Regions from separate parts of the Mus musculus genome. Here region 2 is linked to region 1. The links are chromatin contacts, called in public HiChIP or PLAC-seq maps. All regions are on one chromosome and are shown on one strand. Each heading gives the region's core, a stretch centred on a gene start, on an enhancer-like site or on the middle of the called end of the contact. The rest is flanking DNA. Distances are from core to core; before and after follow the strand shown. Region 1 overlaps Sec24a (Sec24 related gene family, member A (S. cerevisiae)). Region 2 has its middle 11 kb from the start of Gm51894.

Region 1 (7,171 bases), core at 3,141-5,640:
GGAGCTGTTGCTAATGCTTTTTCAGCTCTGACAGGAGTAACAACATGTGAAAGATGGCTTCCTAAATAGCTGCACCCTTAACAACTGACCCTCTGCAGCCAAGGTGTGCCGATATACAAATCAAACAGATATTGATAATGAATCATAAAGAAACTTTATGACTGTATATTTATAGTTTTTCATTTAGTAAATACAAAAGCAAATTGCATATTAATGAGATCACTGTGCTTACTTTATTTTTACATAAAAACTCGTGCCTGAACTGCTTAATATTTTCATCATTTCTTGGAGTTGATCTATTATATCTTTATTATCATCAATGCTGAAAAAACTGCCTCATATAAATACATACCACAAAATAGCCAAAATATGGTTCGGGCCGTTATTCTGTCCTGATCTCAAGGTCAGCTTCGTTAACAGCTTTTAGGAACAGATGTGTTCATTCATAACCTTGCTTAAGTCTGCTCTGAAAACACTTCACTGAGCCTCTGGATGTCTGGGCACCTTGTGGGCAGAGGCAGGCAGGTCTCTGTGAATTTAATGCCAGCCTGATCCTGGACAGCTAGAGCTGTTACTCAGAGAAACCCTATCTCAAAAAAAAATTTTTTTTAATTGGGCCAGGAAGATAGCTTGACAAGTAAAGGTGTTATTTGCCAACATGCTGACTACCTGAGTTCAACCCCTGAATTTACATAATGGAAAGAGAACCAATTCCCGCAAGCTATCCTCATGCGTGTGTGTGTGTGTGTGTGTGTGTGTGTGTGTGTGTGTGTATGTGTGTGTATGTGTGTGTATGTGTGTGCGCGCGCCCGCGCGCGTGCATGCGTGAATGAATGATCTCTTCTGTTCTTTCTAGATGAATCACCAAGCCTGTATCCTGTCTCTCTTTTTGTCCTGCCCTCACCTCACTAGCTGTTGACAGGTCGGTGACTGCCAGCCTGAGTGATGCCCGGGATGCTCTGGTGAACGCTGTCATCGACTCTCTCTCAGCTTACCGCTCTTCAGTCCTGAGTGGTCAGCAGCCAGGCCTCATGGTTCCTTTCTCCTTGAGGCTTTTCCCACTTTTTGTGTTGGCTCTCCTAAAACAGGTAAGAAAACTCAGGCTGACACACTAAGAATGTTGAAAAGCTTTTTATTGAACTCTTAAATATTGTATAAGTAGCTTTAGACCATGTTCTGAGACTGGGAACCCTGTCTCTCACAGGAGCATTGGAAGGATTTATAGCCAAAGACATTTATGAATAACTAATTTAATGTAAGTGCCTCACTCACCAACAGTTCAGTGATGTGACCACAAATTTAAATGCTAACCAAAGAAAGACCTGAAAGTTGTAGTGTTGCTCTGAGAAGCCACGCACCTGCTGCATGTTCTCGTTCACACTGGAAGCTTAAAAGTGAACACACAGACTCAGAGCCGAGTGACGGCGGCCGTTAGACACCGGGAGTGTGAGGGATGGAGAGGCACTGCTCAGGGCACAGTGGGACCACTTAGACAAGATGAATCCTACATGTACAGTGTGTGTGGGGAGTGGTGTGTATGGGGTCACAAATGCCTCTTTCTGCTGAGTCATCTTTCCAGCCCAGTTCTAACTTCTTTACTTAAGTCACAGAAATTACCTAAGTATTTAAATTTTAACATTTAACAATCCAAGATCTTCTCTTGAACGCCTTTTTTAGCCAGGTGGTGGTGGCGCACGCCTTTAATCCCAGCACTCAGGAGGCAGAGGCAGGCGGATTTCTGAGTTCAAGGCCAGCCTGGTCTACAAAGTGAGTTCCAGGAGAGCCAGGGCTACACAGAGAAACCCTGTCTCGAAGGAAAAAAAAAAAAAAAAAGGCCTTTTTTAATGGTCTGCCTTCCTTGATATCTTTCCCTCCCGCCCCCCCCACACACACACTCTCAAAGTTAGACATACAGCACTGTCATCCCTTCCCATCATGCAGCACTGCGACACCTTCGTTCCTCTTGCCTCCTACATTTTTTCTATGTCAGTTATCACTGACCACAGTTTGCTGATTTATTATTTTTCCTTTTTTTGTTGTTGAGACAAGGTCTTACCGTGTAACCCTCATTGTAGAACTCACTTTGTAGACCAGGCTGATCTTGAACTCACAGAGATCCACCTACCTCTAAATCTTGAGTGTATTTTTATATTCACCTTTATTTCTCCTTTTTCAGGAAGTAAACCATGAATACAAAAGTTTTTGTCTTTTTTTTTTTTTTTTTTTGGTTTTGGTTTTTTGAGACAGAGTTTCTATGTGTAGCCCTGGCTGTCCTGGGACTCACTTTGTAGACCAGTCTGGCCTCGAACTCAGAAATCCGCCTGCCTCTGCCTCCCGAGTGCTGGGAAGGTTTTGTCTTTTTTTATTCATTATTTAATCACAGCACCTAGTATGTAATAACAGTAAGTGAAAAAGATGTAAGTGCATTATTTCACCTATAAGATATAGTGATTGCCGGGCGTGGTAGCCGCACGCCTTTAATCCCAGCACTAAGGAGGCAGAGGCAGGTGGATTTCTGAGTTCGAGGCCAGCCTAGTCTACAGAGTGAGTTCCAGGACAGCCAGGGATACACAGAGAAACCCTGTCTTGGAAAAAAAGTGCAGTGATTATTTTTTTTATACTTTGTTTTAAATTTACTTTACTTTCTGTGTCTGTGTGTTTTGCTTGCAAGTGTGCCTAGTGCTTGTGGAGGCCAGAAAACATCAGATCTTCTGGGACTGGAGTTACAGATGGTTGTAAGCCACTATGTGGGTGTTGGGAACTGAATTTGGGTCTTCTGCAAGACCAACCAGTGCTCTGGATCACTGAGCTATCTCTCCAGGCCCTATTTATTTAATACTAACAGGTGAAATAATTCACTAAAATTTTTCTCGTGGTATGCCAAAAAGCCTCTGTGCGATGAGCTAGACCACCAGCTTTCGACACATGCTGAGTGCTTACAGTGTGCTGCATGTTGTAGGGGGATGGGAGAGACATCATTGAACAAAATTGCCCAGACTCTTTCCAGGGCAGCCTTGTTCTAGGGGAGCCTCACAAGTTAGTGACCTGGGCATAAAAGCTGGTCTGGGTTCTTTGGCAAAGTCACCATAGAGGAGCACCTGGCATAGAGCCATCAGTGAGTGACATGTGACAGACTGAGGCTCTGCTGTTATTAAACACTCTTGCTTCCTGCAGATGCCTCAGTTTACCTGAACCTGCCTGGAGAAGGCGTTCTAGTCACATTCAGTCTGTGAATATTCATTGTTCTCTGCCTCTTGTATTCCTCTCCACCAACTGAGACACTAGCCCTCACCTCACAGCTCCGCCAGCCTGAGTGCAGCTACTACAGCACTAAAACTGTCCCAGCCTCAGCTCTGCTCTGCCACTGTCCTCATGTGTGGTACCACCCTGCTTCAGAGGCCGTGGGATCTGCTGTATTGAGTTTTAATGTCTCTCGTTGTGGAAGAAACAATTACCATCCAGCAGACGTGGCACACTTGCTGGGGTCTTCTTGCTATGCCATGTGTACCTTTATCTTGTCGCCAGGGTACCATCCTTCCCAGGCTTCTCAGCTCCATCACAGTCACTGCAGTTAGGCCTAGCCTAGCAGTGAGGAAACAGACACCAGGAGATCGGGTGACTTAGCAATGGTCAGGTATTGACTAGTTGAGACTTCCAGATGAGGCTACAGGGTAATGACTTCTTCAAAGATAAAATAATTTATGATAAATTTGCTAATTCTGTCTAATGATAATCTTTTAGCAATTGACATTTACAAAACTCTTTTTCTAATGTTGGGAGGCGGGGTGTTGTTTTATTGCAGAAATCTTTCCAGACTGGGACAAGTATACGTCTAGATGAACGAATTTTTGCCATGTGTCAAGTGAAAAGCCAGCCATTGGTTCACCTCATGCTCACAACACATCCCAGTTTGTACAGAGTTGACAACCTCTCAGATGAGGTAAGACCAACTCCCTGTTCTGTGGCTTCTTCCGAAAAACGTGAAGCCTGATTATATTCTGTACAGAAATGAGTTTGTTACCTAAATCCTTGTTTGTTTTTTCCTAGGTAAATGTACAGAAACTTTGATAGTTAGGGACATTCCTGAAAATATTAACTTTAAGTTTTCTAAGACATACTCTCTTTTTTTCTAATTTGAGATTTAAAGATACAGATATAGTATACAAGGTGTCTCAGAGTGTCTATTGCTGTGAGAAAACACCATGACCAAAGTCAACTTGGAAGAAAGGGCTTCTTTTAGCATAGAGTTCATCATCAAAGAAGTTAGGGCAGGAACGCAGGGCAGCAGCTGATGGAAAAGCCATGGAGGGTGCTGTGTACAGGTTTCTCTATGGCTTACTCAGTCAGGCTTCTTACACAGCCAAGACCACCAGACCATAGGGGGCGCTGTTGCGGGAAATATTTAAAAAGAACCACCAAGCTCCTGCACTTCATCCGCCCACTCTCCAGCAGGACCAGAGCTCCTGTGTTCCCTTCTCTTGGCTGCCATGCCAGCCACACGCAACGCACCGCAACGACCATCCACCCAGCAGTCAGCACCTCAACACCCAGCAACCCAGTAGAAACAAAACTCTAGAAGCTTATAATTAACAAGTCAGATTTAGAGGGCTGGAGAGATGGCTCAGCAGTTAAGAGCACTGACTGCGCTTCCAAAGCTCCCCAGTTCAAGTCCCAGCAACCACATGATGACTCACAATCATCTGTGATGAAATCTGATGCCCTCTTCTGGGGTGTCTGAAGACAGCTACAGCCAGCGTACTTTACATAATAAAGAAAGAAATCTGGGCCAGAGCAAGCAAGACTGGAGAGAGAAGAAAAAGTGTCTGAAGACAGCTACAGTGTACTTACATATATCTGACCTTTTTTAAAAGATTTATTTATTATTTATATCAATAAATTCTCAATTCACAAGATGCCTACACAATAATTTCAGGGCCAAATGATAATGATACAAGCTGCCCACCTAGATCAGACAAGTTATCCCAATTATTCTATCCCTATATGATGTTTATAACTACCTGTGGCTACTTAAAACCAATCCCACCCCCGTGGGATCAGGATCTTCCTGTTCATCTGCTCTCTGTCCCTGCAACTCTTTGTTCTGCCTCCCTTTTCCCTGTCCAATCACAAGCTTCCTGCTGCACTAATATTCTAATGTAATTGGACAGGAAAAATTCTACCCCCGGGCACTGCCCACAACGGGCTCTTCTCACATTACTCACTAATTGAGGGAAATGCCAATCTGGTGGGAGCATTTTCTCAGTTAAAGTTTTCTCTTCTCAGGTGACTCTAGCTTGTGCCAAGTGGACATAAGATAGCCAGCACAGAAGGCTCTTACCAGTTGTTCCTAATGTTTAACTTTATAGTTTCCTGGGCTATACCTAAATGGCTTATTCCTATAGTTCAAACAACTTTGGCTAAAACAAGAGGATCACTTGAGCTCATGAGTTTGAAATCAGTCCCTGCCTCAGAAACAAAATTCAAAAACTCTAAGAAGAGGAAGAGGAAGAAGAAAAGGAGGAAGAAGAGGAGGAAGAAGAGGAGGAAGAAGAGGAGGAGGAAAGAAAAAAGGAGAGAGACTTGATTAATCTATTATTAGTTGTATTTCACTAATGTCACTTATCTGTTCACTATATATTATATTTTTCAATTTAATTTTTAAAAACCAAAGTCAAGGGGCTGGTGAGATGGCTCAGTGGGTAAGAGTACCCGACTGCTCTTCCAAAGGTCCAGAGTTCAAATCCCAGCAACCACATGGTGGCTCACAACCATCCGTAACGAGATCTGACGCCCTCTTCTGGTGTGTCTGAAGACAGCTACAGTGTACTCACATATAATAAATAAATAAATCTAAAAAAAAGAAAAACCAAAGTCAAGCTTGATGGCACCGATAATCCTAGCACTTGCAAGGTGGGTCAGGAGTTCCAGGCCTGCCTGGCTAACAGGAAACCCTCTCTTTAAAGAATGTAACAGCCCAGTTGGTAGAATGCTTGCTTAGCATGCATGAAGCCTGGGTCCACTCTTCACCCTGGCATTAACCTTGCATGGTGGTTCATACCTACATTGTCAACTCTTGGAATATGGAGGCAGGAGGATCAGAAAAGAAATTCAGAGTTATCTTTAGCTACACAGGGAGCTGGCAACCAGCCTGTACCTAAAGATCTGGTCTCAAAAAACTAAAGATGGGAATGGGCTGGAGAGATGATCTGTGGGTAAAGTGCTTCGCTGCACAAGCATGAGGACCTGAGTTAGTTCCCAGAATATGACACTATGGATCTGTAACCCCAGCACTGGGGAAGCCCAGGGACCTGCTGGCCAGCCAGGTAACTGAGTCAACAAGCTCCAGGTTCATTGAGAGCTTGTCTCAAAGAATAAGGTGGCAAGTGACAGAAAACACCTGCCATTAACTTCTAGCTATACAACTAAGAAATAAATATGATCAGAATTTAATTTTAATTATTAGAGTCATGTGGCTTTGTTTAATATACATAATATTCCATGTTTATTATGCATAACTGACTTGCCTATTTAAGATCCAAACTCTTATAAGTCAATTCATTTCATTGTGTTAGCTACTTAACCCTGGCTCTCGAGAGCTGAGCGTGGTACCCCAGGCCAGTAATTTCAGCAATTAGAGGAGGAGGCGGAACAATCTGGAGTTCAAGATCAGCTTCAGCTACGTAAAAAGTTTGAGGCCAGCCTGAGCTATGGCAGACTCTTTTTCCAAAAAAGTACTGAGGTTAGGAATAAAATGTTTATTGTGGAAGCATGAGGACCAGAGTTCAGAACCCACATGAAAAACAAGGCAGGCATGGCAGCCACCTGTCATTTTATCACTCGAAATTTTCAGAGGCAGCAGATCCCTGGGATAATCTGCCTAATTAGACTCTACGTGTACATGTTAACCTGTATCTAACCTGTATCTAAAAAACTTCATTCTTTGCCTCCTTCAGGGAGCTCTCAACATCAATGACAGAACCATACCTCAGCCCCCCATTCTTCAGCTCTCGGTGGAGAAGTTGAGCAGAGATGGAGCGTTCCTCATGGATGCAGGCTCAGTGAGTGGATTAACTCAGCCTTATGAGCTCAGTGTGCTGCTGAGCCTCCTTAATGGTTGGCTTCAGCTGCTTTTCTTTATACATTAGCGCTGACCATTCTCCCTGCTGTCTCC
Region 2 (7,171 bases), core at 2,769-5,268, 640 kb before region 1:
CAGGGCAAATGATCCTGCCCAGGAGGAGACTGGACCCCTACCCAGCCTGCAGAAGGAAACGTAGACGGTTGCTTGTTTTCAAAGCCTTCTGTGAAAATAAACCCACAAAGCCCCTAAGAGACACAATGTCCCCATGGTGGTTTGAATGAGAAAGGCCCCCATAGGCCCCAGTGTTTGAATGCTTGGTCCCCAGTTAGTGAACTTGTTTGGGAAGGATTAGAGGAATTGTGCCACTGGGTTTAAGGTTTCAAAAACTCAGGCCTGGCCCAGTCTCTAAATGACAATAGGTACTAACCAATCAGCTATGGACACAGATGAACCAGGAAATTCTCTCTCTCTTCCCCGCCCCCTTCTCCCTCCCTCCCTCCCTCCCTCCCTGCCAGCTGCCCTAAGCATCAGGATATAAAGCTCTCAGTTACTGCTCCAGCACCACGCTTGTCTGCTTTCTACCATGATCATGAACTAACCATCTAAAACTGTAAGCAATCCACAAATCAAATGTTTTCTTGTATAAGAGTTGTCTTTGTCCCAGTGTCTCTTCACAGCAATAGGAAAATAACTAAGGCAGTATCCTAGAGGAAAAGTCAGTTGAAGAAATCCCAATTTGAAGCCAGGTATGGTGACTCATGCCTGTAATCCCAGCTCTGAGGACTGAGGCAAGATTACAAAGAAATTTAAATCAGCCTGGGTGACATAAGGAGGTCCAGGCTAACTTGGGCAACAGAATGAGATGCGGTCATAAAAACAAACAAACAAACCTAGCACATTCCTATAATCTCAGCACTTGGGAGGTACAAACTGGAGAATCAGGAGCTCAAGGTGAGTCCCAGGCTAGCCTGAGCACCCTGTCTCACAAAACAGTCCCAATTTTGTGTTTTGTTGTTAATGGTTTTTTTGTTGTTGTTTTGCTCTTGTTTTTTTTTAATTATTATTTAATTTTATTTTATTTTTGAGATAGGACCTCAGTACATAGCCCTGGCTAGTTTAGAACTCCCAGAATGGCTTTGAACTCACAGAGATCTATCTGCCTCTGCCTCTGGGATGCTGGGGTTGAAGGAGATTGCCACTGTGGCCAACTTGGCCAAGAGAAGTGAAGAGAAGTAGATTCTCAAAGGATTCATACCTGGGAGGCCTGGGAGGAGGGCTGGGTAGCTGCAGGTGGACCGTGGCCCTGTTTGAGGGTCTCCACTTCTACCATGAGTGTTGCCGTTACTCACAAACCCCCCCTCCACACACACACCCAAAGCCCCTCAAGGTCCCTGAGAACAGCCGGCCCAGAGGAGAGTGCGCCCTTAGCAAGAGAAAAGGAAAGAAAGTCAGAGTGTGGCTGCTTTCAGCTCTACATTCTGCGGTGTCCTCTAGTGGTTTAGCCTTTTGAGGCCCGAGTTGCGTGGCTCAGTTGGCCTCTAATTTGTGGCAATACTTCTGCCTATGGAGTGTCGGGACTACAAGCGTGCATCGCCACACTCGGCCTGTGTGAAAAGACATTTCAGAACCCTTTCTCCTTTCCTATCTTGGGAATAAGGATCCCTCTGTATCCAGGGTGGCTTTGAACTAGACCTTGCCCTGCCTCAGCATCCTAAGTGCATGCCCCACCATTCTGAGAGCTTCAGGATATTAAAAAAAAAAATTAGGCTGGGTGTGAAGATACATGTATTTAATCCCATCACTTGGGAGGCAGAGGCAGATGGATCTCTGAGTTTGAGCAAAGCCAGCTTGGTCTGCATAGTAGAGAGGTTGTCCCAAACAACCCAACAACAACAACAACAACAAGCCACATTCTTTTATGGGGTTAGAGAAATGGCTCAGCAGTTAAAAACGCTTGTTGCTCTCGCAGAGGACCCAGATTTTGTTCCTAGCATCCACATGGTGACTCACAACCATCTACACCCCAGTTCCAGGAGATCTGGCGCCCTCTTCTGGCCTCTTCAGGGACTAGGTGCACACATGGGGCATTTATGTACATGCAGGCAAGATGTTCAGGCATATAAGATAAAAATAAATTAGTATTTCTAAATATTTAGTGTTGTAGTAAGTATTCAATCTCAACTGGGGGTTCCTACCCTGCCTGTGATCATTCAGTTCCCAGATAAAAGACACACAACCTTTTTTTTTTTTTTTAAGATGTATTTATTTTATTTATATGAGTACACTGTAGCTGTCAGACACAGCAGAAGAGGACATTGGATCCCATTACAGATGGTTGTGAGCCACCATGTGGTTACTGGGAATAGAACTCAGGACCTCTGGAAGAGCAGTCAGTGCTCTTAACCGCTGAGCCATCTCTCCAGCCCCCGACACACAACCTTTATATTTATAATAAGCCCTTAATGCACTACAGCTGGGCAAATATCTACCCTTTAAGCTTTTATATCTACTTCCCTGTCAATAACCCCGAGTTATAACTTGTCATGTTCCATCTGGGCTGCTCTTAACTCCAGTTGGCCAGCCCTCAAGGCCATATTTTCATGACTCATTTATCCCATAGTATCTTCCCTCTCTCCATCTAAGACTCCCTCCTTGTGGTCTCTCCTCAGACTCCAAGCCCGGGAACCCAAACCCCACCTATCTTTCTTCTGTCCAGTTATAGGCTGTAGGCATCTTTATTCACCAATCAGGGATAACTTGGGGAGCAAGATTACATGGTATCTCTTATGTGTGTGCAGATTCTCTTGTCCCTGGGAACCAGTATTTAGTATTACAATACATACCAAAACCAAACCTCAACAATTTAGTGTGTGTGCAGGGGCATATGTGCAGGTGTGTGTGTGTGTGTGTGTGTGTGTGTGTGTGTGCTCACCCTTGTTGGCAGCCATTCCCATTTAAACCACCACAGCCCTGTACCTTCTTCAGGGTCTGGGACCTGCATGGTAGGAGGAAGCACACCTATGCCCGGACATCTCTCAGCTTCTGTCCTGTCCCTCTCCCTCAGATGTCCCTCGCTCACTCAGCTTCCACTGAAAGTCTTGCTCCCCAGCACTAAGAACTGAGCCAGAACAGGATATGGGAGAATCGGGTGCCGCCGCTGCCCTTGCAAAACTAATAATCAAAGGATTAGATAGACTTTGCTCAAAATGCCGTAGAAATAGCATGTAAAGACTGGCCACAGTGTCACATGCCTGTGACCCAGGCACTCTGGAGTACAGGAAGGATGATCAGGAGTTCAAGGTCAGAGAAAGGTTGAAGTCTGGACCACGTGAGATATTTTCTCATAAAAGCAAAGCGAAACAAAACAAAAATGAAGACTGACTGGACCCACATTTAAACCCAGCACTCAGGAGACAGAGGCAGTTGGATCTCTGAGTTTGAGGCTAGCCTGGTCTACATGGCAAGTTCTAGCCCAGTCAGTGTTATGCAATGAGACTATGTTTAAGAAGAAGAAAAAAGGGCTGGAGAGATGGCTCAGAGGTTAAGGTTAAGAGCACCAACTGCTCATCTGAAGATCCTGAGTTCAAATCCTAGCAACCACATGGTGGCTCACAACCATCTGTAATGAGATCTGATGCCCTCTTCTGGTATGTCTGAAGACAGCTACAGTGTACTTGCATATAATAAATAAATACATGAAGAAGAAGAAGAAGAAGAAGAAGAAGAAGAAGAAGAAGAAGAAGAAGAGGAGGAGGAGGAGGAGGAGGAGGAAGAGGAAGAGGAAGAGGAAGAAGAAAATCAAAATTAAAAAGAAGCTGAGAAAGGCCCCTAGCAGCGTCTTCACCCCATTTTCCTCCAAAGAGGAATGCTACAGGAATGTAATCTGTAGCAGTCTCATAGAAGATTCTAGGCGTAGCCAAACACAGCTGAATACAGCCCCATGAACACTGCAGCCAGAGTCATGGAAGACTAAAGTACAGTCCCAGGGAAGCCGGGCTTAAGATGAAGGTGGCAGTGGGTCAAATGAATTAGATGAAGTGGAAATCGTAGACTTCACGGACTGAAGCTGAGTTTCTAGCTGTAACTGGGGAAAGGGCGGAGGAGGCGTGGCCTCTGGGGAAGATGGCGGATCTAGGTGCGACCATTGGCTGCGCCACCCTCCTGATTTCCACAGAGGCCAATCTTGGGGGAGGGGACAGCCTCTGGGACGCCCACCAATCTAGTCAAGGGCAGCTATTGTGGGGCAAATCGCTCTTGGTGTCCTTTTCTTGTCGGAGATACATAATGATACAGGAAAAGGGGCGAATTGAACCTAGACCAGGTTTCTTCTCAACACCACTGATTGATATAAAATTCCCTGTGTTTGCTGACTCCTCTATTTCTGTCCACTCTGCCTGGCCTTTACTTGGGCTCCCTGGCAGAGATAGAGAGGCTCTTACTAGGTAGCAATAGCTTGCCAACCACGCCCACGGATGTACTTCCACCCACTCACCAAGAGGTGGCAGCACCACCCCAGGTTGCTTGCTTGGAAGCCTGTGTGATCTCTTGAAGAAAATTCATTTTCCTGCAGGCATCAGTGCACTTTTTTCCTGATGAGGAAAGTGGGGCCAGTAAGAAAACGATTAGGGTTGCCTTTCATCCCCAATAGCGTGTTCTGATGGCTCTCTGACCCGATCCCAAAGGAGATTCAGTCCTTGCTTCTGGGGAGCATTTTAGCAACCTCTTGAGGTATTTTTGATCTTCACAGGTTGGGTGTAGGAGGCTGTCATAATTAATCTTCATTGTCAACCTGCCTGGGTTTGGAATCACCTAGGAAACACACCCGTGTGTGGCGGTTGCACAGAGGAGGGAAGACCCTGGATGTAGGCGGTACCATCCCATGACTGGGGGCAGGGACGCGGGGGGGGGGGGGGAGGGCAAGACTGAATCAAACAGGAGGAAAGGAAAGAGCAAACCGACCACTGGCACCCCTTCCCATCTCCTACCCGCAGATGCAGTGTGACTAGAATCCACACACTCCTGCCCCCAAGCCTTCCCCACCACAACGGAGTACCCTCAAACCAGAATAAACCTTACCTTCCTGAAGCCAATCAAGGGATAATGCTGGGGGGGGGGGGCATGGGCAGGCCTCTGTGCCGGACCTTGGAGGGACCAGGCATGCCAAAGTCCTTGCCTTCCTTCCAGGAGATCAGGCTTCAGAGAGAGATGATGTCTCTGTGAAGTGAGAAGTATGGTCTTGGGGACAACTGAGAGACTAAGATAGAATGGCACAGACAGAGATCGACTTTAACAGCCATGATGGAGTGTGGGGCCAGAGATATGGGTTCTGGAAGCCAAGCTCTGCTCTCTGCACGTGCAGCAAGCACTCCTAACCACTGAGCTATCTCTCCAGCACCCCGTGCGTTCTATTTTTCCGTTACTAGCAGTTCAGTGGGTGTGCCTGCACTACATCACTATGGATAGGGGATCGATGTGTTGCATGTGATAGACCACATGGAGGCAATGGGAATTCTTCTTTGGATTCCTTGGGACAGGGCTTCTCTATGTAGCTCTGACTGTCCTGGAACTCGCTCTGTAGACCAGGAGCCTCCAGAGATCCACCTGCTTCTGCCTCTCCAGTGCTGGGATTAAAAGTGTGTGCTACCCCCTCACCCAGAGGCAATAGGAATTCCTTATCTCATGGGACCGCCCCCGTGTCTACTCATCTGTGTCCTCACACAGGGAGACAGGAGCGCCTGCTCTGAAGAAGCTCCAGTGACAAGAGAAGACGTCACCTGCTGGCTTTGAAGTTGGAGGAAGAGGCTACATGGCAGGAACCATAACTCCTCAGGCTGAAGAAGACAAACATAAGGATATCCCTGAGAGCCAGGGAGGAAGCCTGCCTGACGACACTTTTGTGCCTACCCAGGGAAGCCATTTTAGGTTTCTGGCTGCCAGCACTGTAAATATTGTTTGGTCTTGTTGAGACAGGGTCTCAGGCTATAGGCGTGGATGGCCTCATACTTAATGTGGCCCGGAGCGGCCTTGGTCATCCTCTTGCTCCTGTCTCGAAAGGGTTGGGATTCTAGGTGTGTACCAACACTCCTGACTCAAAATGGTGTTTCTTTGGACCACCAAATGTGTGCTAATTCAGAGCAGCATAAAGAAACAAATGTAGGGGTGGTGGGGTGGCTTAGTGGGTAGGGATGCTTCCTGTCAAGCTTGACAGCTGGGATCAGCTTACTCCTTGGAATCCAAAGGGTGGGTCCCAAATGTCCTCTGATTTTCATATTCATGTAGACCCAAACCCTCCCACCACCACCAAATATATAAGCAGACAAACAAATAACTAAAACATAAAAATAACAATATTCTAGCTAGCCACTGCTAGTGGTGTACACCTTTAATTCCAGCTCTGGGGAGGCAGAGGCAGAGGAAGGCAGATCTCTGTGAGTGAGGCAAGCTTGATCTACAGAGTGAATTCCAGGACAGCCAGAGATACGTGGTGAGACCACTGCCTCAAAAACAAAAACAAAAACAAAACAAAAAAAACCCACAAGGGCCGGGCATGGTGGCACATTTGTTTTATATCAGAACGCCATGGGGTGAGGGGGCAGCTCTGTGAGTTCAAGGCCAGCCTAGTCCATAGAGTTCCAGGACAGCAAGGGCTGTTACAGAGAAACTCTTTCTCCAAAACAAAATGACAACAAAATCCACAAAAAATAAACAAAAATAAACAAAAAAAAAGAGAAAGAAAAAAAGAAAAGAAAAATAAAGATAAAAAGTACCAGATACTAGGACATTTGTTTTTCAGAAGGATATTTGGGGCCAGCAACTTAACTATGTTATACATAGTAAATTAAATTGTATTCTCTGAAAGATATGCTGGTCTTGAACCGATAAGCTCCAGATTCAGTAGAGACCCTGGCTCAAAGTAAGGCTGACAGGACGGCCCAGTGGGTAAAGTGCTTGCCACAGAAGCCTGAGGGCCTGAGGTCAATCCCCAGAACACACTGTAGGACAGGGCTGATTCCTGACCCTTCACATCTATGCCAGGGCAAATGTGCTCATGCTCACGTGTGACTAACACACACACACACACACACACACACACACACACCACGTTAAATAACAGGACAAGATATTAGCCCAAAAATAAAGACATAAAATAAATTAATAAAGGCTCTGAATGAAAACTGGGAATTAGTGAAACAGCACAGACAATGATGTGAGGGTCTATCATGGGCTCCGTGGGTGATCTGCGCGGTGCTCCATTCCGGTGGTCACTGTCCACTGGTTTGAAGGCCTCTGAGCCCTTAGCAAT

What was found. HiChIP or PLAC-seq counts read pairs in DNA pulled down with a chosen protein or histone mark.
Region 2: a contact with region 1 is called in an H3K27ac HiChIP or PLAC-seq map of embryonic stem cells, with 2.7 times the contacts expected there. The contact joins two enhancer-like sites. A contact is called at or near these places in 2 of 484 Hi-C or Micro-C datasets (the N1E-115 cell line and pro-B cells) and 1 of 115 datasets of contacts at active chromatin or transcription factors (embryonic stem cells).

Annotation. Positions count from the first base shown.
Region 1 is chr11:51,701,045-51,708,215 of GRCm38.p6, reverse strand. Sec24a (Sec24 related gene family, member A (S. cerevisiae)) reads left to right here. Exons shown (of 23, transcript NM_175255.3): 18 at 913-1,088; 19 at 3,803-3,940; 20 at 6,954-7,058. Among named protein-coding and RNA genes, the nearest start is that of 0610009B22Rik, 16 kb to the right of the region's middle. Within about 2 kb of position 4,390, at least 31 of the 459 cell types and tissues checked have an H3K27ac peak or open chromatin away from gene starts, as enhancers often do. A contact at or near this core is called in embryonic stem cells, where this site is marked.
Region 2 is chr11:52,343,643-52,350,813 of GRCm38.p6, reverse strand. No RefSeq gene overlaps it. Among named protein-coding and RNA genes, the nearest start is that of Gm51894, 11 kb to the left of the region's middle. Within about 2 kb of position 4,018, at least 125 of the 459 cell types and tissues checked have an H3K27ac peak or open chromatin away from gene starts, as enhancers often do. A contact at or near this core is called in embryonic stem cells, where this site is marked.